Regions from separate parts of the Danio rerio genome. Here region 1 is linked to region 2. The links are chromatin contacts, called in public Micro-C maps. All regions are on one chromosome and are shown on one strand. The core of a region is the stretch at or near the end of the contact, and the rest is flanking DNA. Distances in the headings are between cores, read along the strand shown.

Region 1 (2,700 bases), core at 53-2,552, 65 kb before region 2:
CAAAGTCACGGAGTACCCTAAATTATATATAACTTAAGCCTATTTTTCTACTTAAGCTACCTAATTAGAGCAACTTACACAATGTTAAGCACTTTTCATGCTTCTACATGAGACCCAAGTTTTGCTTGGACGTCCTGTGAAGACTCCCCACACTCTATGTGGTCTTGTGAGAATATTGAAACACTGAATAGAAGCTAATAGGGGAATTAGTCCATGACTGGTAAATGCCTATCAGCTGCATGCTTAAGTCAACGACCGGTCTGTGTGTGGCTGCCCAGAGGGAGCTGACCAATTGGTCATGGTGCTGAAAGCATTGTTGCCAATCAGTAACTAAGTACACTGGCTCGGTGGGAAAAAGGCAGCAATGAAGAGACGCCAACAGTTTGCTTGTGAGAGTGGACCCGCCTTAAATTGGGACCATGACAATTCCGGCTAATTTGTGGATTAGGGGAAGCGGTGCAAAATGTCAGCAGTCACTGCGTTTGCTAAATAGGGCATCAAATTAGCGAGACTGATTCCACAATGTCCTACAAATTCCAGCAATGCAAGCAGATTCTGAAGGCCCATCAGTTTGACCGAATTAAGAAATGACAGCGATTTTTCTTTCTTTAAATGTCTATTGACCCACCTGGGAAATATGATGCTCTGATGAATGGATGGAATGATCCGTCAAAACAAGGGAAAGGAAATGTTTTTGCATTCATTCCTTGCACGGGAGGTGGTGGTGAAGCTATGAGACAAAATAAAGTGGACTACAGTCAAATGAAATGTACAAATTAAATATGACAAAGCGTCTTAGATTTAAGCAAACACTCTTTGACATTAACAAGTTTTTTATATATACAAAAACCCATACCATTTCGTGTTGTTGACGCGAGAATCGCATTCACTCCAAACTTCAGGTAATTTGGATCGTTGGAAATTGATGTTTGCGGGGAGCTTGATCTTTTTGCCAAAGAAGTAGACATGGCGACGTGGACTGCGGAGGAGGTAGTGTTCAAAGTTGTGACACCTGTTGCTGGAGGAGATGCACTTGGCGACGGGATGCTTCTGTGCATGAAGGCTGCAGGTCTGCTGATCCGCAACAGGTCCTCCACAAGGAAACTCGAGTGCGTGGTGAACGCCGATTGTAACGCTGGAGGCAAGGAAAGAGCCGACGAGGGCCGCAGAAAGCTCGGATACATGGCAGGTGGCGCAATAACACTTGGCAACATCATTGCACCGTTTTCTAGAAATTGACAGCGAGGAAATCACTCTCTCACTGCAGAGACTTGCGTAGATTAGGGTCCAAGAGGGCAGAATGAAGGAGCTCTTGGCCGTCCCTCTCTCTTCCAGGGGTTTTATAGTGGACCGCTGGAGAAGCCTTTTCATGGGTGACAGCTCTAACAATGAAGTTCAACCAAATTCTCCACGTGAGTTCCGTTTACTCTAGAGGCGGCGCGTCCTGATTGGATATAAGAAATTCGGATTGGATTAGACGCCACAAACAAACCGCAGACAACGGCCTTTACGAATAAAAGCAGTGTAGCTTTATAGTTAATTATCATAATGCCGTTACAATGATTGCGATACATAAATAATTAATGTAGGCATTGCCTGAAACCATATAAAATTCACATTTAACTCTCAATAAAATAAACAATACAGGAAACACAGGGTAAAAAAAACAGACCTAATTAAAAAAAACATAATTTTAATATTTTTATTTGTAAGTAAAACAGTGCCAAAATTATTGCATGCTAAGTTAATTATTCTTTAATTATTCAGTGTATTGTTTAATTGTAGTATTGTTTAAAAACATTAATTAAAAGTCAACAGTAGTATATAGCCTAATGCTTCGAACTTTTAAAAATAGAAGATAAATCTTAATTGGCATCAGTAGTTCCACTTAAAAAAACATTTTGAATACTTCGTTGTAAACTTTCTGCTTAGATTTTTAGTGAGAAATGTTTTTTTTTTTTTTAAGAATATTAGGCACAATATTCTTTAGAGAGTTGCAGTTGGTTGGATAACAAAAATATTCCATGACATCTTTTTTTTCAGTATTTCTTTTTGTGTGTTCAAAAAAAACTCGTACGGTTTTGAATGTAGAGCAAATAATGATGGAAATTTATATCTTTGGTTGCGAACTTTTAATTAGATTTTTTAAATAGTAGATTTTTTTTAATATTTAGTATTTAAATATTAGAAAGATAGATAGATAGATAGATAGATAGATAGATAGATAGATAGATAGATAGATAGATAGATAGATAGATAGATAGATAGATAGATAGATGCCATGGTTGACTGAATTAGGCTTCATAGGTCACACACATTTTTGTCTATTGAGTTACAGAGAGTAAAAAAGGGGTATTTCAATGTGTGAGGAGCTGGGTCAGAGAACATGCTGCGCCACACGTGGATAAGGTTTAATGTGCTATGGCAAAGCACAACCTTTCAAGTTTTGCTGCTGAACCGCAGGGGGAAAATGGCCAACGCCTACTGATAAAATATATTATGAAACAAGAAAAAGTGCGAACAAAAGGATTTCTCCTAGGAGGCTTTTATCAGGATAGACGCGCTCTTCTGTCAGATGCGGCAAAAGAGGTGAATCCCGAGGCCTGTGGGCTAAGACCTGTGACTAATTGCGTTTGACCACTGCTCTGTCAGGATTTGTCCCACTAACCATTCATTTTCTTACAGCTACCTTCACATTTA
Region 2 (2,700 bases), core at 113-2,612:
GTGTTGAAAATCTTCGTTAAACAGAAATTGAGGAAAAACTAAACATGAACAAATAATTCATGTATACAATTATAATATAGAATTTATTTATTACTGTCATTTTAAAATTATTATTATTACTATTACTACTAGACTGATTTATAACTTTATATATAAACATTTTATAATACTAATTATATGATTTCATATTTTAACCAAATCAAACATTTACTGTGTGAGTGTCCAAATAAAGCCATCCTTTTTACTTCATGGAGCTACTATATCAGCACTGTGAAAATGAAGCATTTATTATTCAGATCCGTGTGATCATAATTACTGTGAAAATGCATTGCACATTCATGGGAAAACCCACTTAAATAGTCTTAGATGGCTTAGAGAATTATGAATTGCAAACAGTTTCGCTGCAGGATCCGCGCGGACATTGCCCTCTGCTGGAAGACAAACAAAACACAACATCGGACAAAGCATCCTAAAGTTTCTCATGAACACTAAATTAATACAAGAGGACGATTATTGCTTTAAAAAATAACTGGTAATGCAATTTTACAGCGGTATATTTCATTTTTATAGGAAAATATTTAGGAAAACATATTTAAATTATTTAAGTCTTTAATTTCCATGGTCATTGCTTTAGATTGTTTACATTTGTTCAAAGATCTTAAAATGTTTAATACAGTTTAAATTCAAACTTTAAAATGTGTAAACTTAAGCAAAATGTTTATTAAAATTTAAATGTAAAGTTTAAAATGTGTAAACTAAATAAATAAGTATTTTGTTAAGCAGGTCAGAAGTCGTCTAAGCTCTAATAAAATTGGTTTTACTCATAATAAGCATCTTTCTAAACATTAGTCAACTTCAAACTCGGTAGACAGGACCATTTTTTAAAACAATTCTACCTTTTATAATTTCAGACAGTCATTAGCACAAATAAATGTTAATTAATTTGCGTGAATGCGCTATCGGGGACATACACGGACACTTGTAAACAAATGATCTCCCTCACGCTGCCAAAACGAAGCCGTTCCCTTGAGAAAGACGCTAAACACCGTGTCTTTTCAACTCGACTGCACCGGAATAACGCTATGAATTTAAACGTTTTCAACGGTAAGTCGGTTTCTTGCTCTTAATCCAAACAACACAAACCCGGTCATTGTAACATGGAGCTGTTCCTTCCTTTAGAAAGACGCGGGACGATGGGAATTTGCGAAACGAGCATTATTTTGAAGGTGTCACCTTTTTGCAGCTCATAAAACAATATTTAGGTTGTGCTTGAGCGTTACCTCGCTGAATAGGCGCTATTCATGCGGGGTTAAGAGTGTAGCGTGGGTCCTGTGAGGAGGTAGCGTGGGTCCCTGTGTTTCTGGGAGGAGCTGTCAGGGCTTCGGTGGACCCGGAGAATAGCGGCCCGCCAGAGTCTCTTGCTTGGGTTCGAACTGCGGTGATTTAACTGCATAATCGGATTGAAAGTGAGCCGCGGAATTTATGTCAGTTCACATTTCATCAAACGGCGAGTGTGAATTGAAGTCGACAGAACAGAGGGTTAATCCAGAACTAAAGCCAAAATAATTAGGGGCCCCCGTCTAATCTCCTGCTCATTCTAACACCCTTGAATGACATTAAAATATGGCAACGCTTGCTGTTGGCAGTCAGATGTGTTGCCCAACTTTAAACGGGCCAATCAACGTCTTGCGTGGAGAAGCAGAAGTTTGTTCATGAGATCCAACATAGTTTCGGGTGTCAGCCACAGAAGTGAATGATTCGGACAAGTTTATGATTGCGTGATAAAGTGTTAAGGAATATTTAAAACAGTAAATGAATTTAAAGTGGAATTGGATTCAAGAATAATTACATGTTCTCTATGCAAATTACAAATAACATGTTTTAAGAAACAAAAAAGCGATATTTTAGAAAACAAGCTATGTTTAAGATTGGGGTTGTTAATGTAGCCTACAGCTTTTTTTACTTATTTCCAAAAGTCAATATCATGTCATTTAAATCTCTCAAAGGTTGGTTTTTATAAAGAGTAGGGGAGAGAGGGGACAATAGTACCATTTGTCATATTTTTTAAACGATTATGTTTTCGACAGAAATATATCTTTGCTGTGGTAATTGCAAACTCTCGGGTGGTATTTTGAACACGTTTTACAACTTCTAAATAATTTCAATTTATAGTTAAATAGCACATTATTTCTTTTGACCTGGTCAGCAGCATGGATGAAAGTAACACATGCGTGGGTCGAAAGTAACACAACGATTTTTGCTAGATTTACTGGCTTAATCCTTATTTTTTAAAAATATCTGCCTATGACCTTGTTAACATAAATGAAAACAAATTTTGTTCTTTATTTTCGCAAAAAATATTAAACTGCATTTTTATTTAAAAATTATTTATGAAATGTTTCTAAAGCAACAAAACAATGCAAAATGTTAAAAGTTTTTACAATTTGTAATTTTTTTATTATTGGACATATGCAGTAATTTTCATAAAAGTTTTGAATCAAAACACTGAAAACTCTATAAAAAAATTTTTTACGAAAACGTAAATTTGACATTTTAAAAATGAAGCGTGGCATCCAACCCCACCCCTAAACCCAACTGTCATTGCGGGATAAGCAAATTGTACTAAATTGTAAGAATCAGATTGAACAAATTTACAAATTAGTCACTAAATCAAAATGTTACGAGTTGGTGTGAGTCTGT

What was found. A called contact is a pair of places that touch in the nucleus more often than the background predicts.
Region 1: a contact with region 2 is called in a Micro-C map of caudal fin, with 5 times the contacts expected there. The contact joins the promoter of dbx1b here to the enhancer-like site in region 2. A contact is called at or near these places in 6 of 18 Hi-C or Micro-C datasets (caudal fin, embryo and gastrula embryo) and 1 of 4 datasets of contacts at active chromatin or transcription factors (caudal fin).

The regions. Positions count from the first base shown.
Region 1 is chr25:15,447,626-15,450,325 of GRCz12tu, reverse strand. dbx1b (developing brain homeobox 1b) reads right to left here and starts at 1,302. Exons shown (of 4, transcript NM_131178.1): 1 at 857-1,302; 2 at 629-730. The coding sequence starts at 1,217.
Region 2 is chr25:15,382,718-15,385,417 of GRCz12tu, reverse strand. No RefSeq gene overlaps it. Among named protein-coding and RNA genes, the nearest start is that of exoc3l1, 9.1 kb to the right of the region's middle. Within about 2 kb of position 1,362, at least 36 of the 62 cell types and tissues checked have an H3K27ac peak or open chromatin away from gene starts, as enhancers often do. A contact at or near this core is called in caudal fin and gastrula embryo, where this site is marked.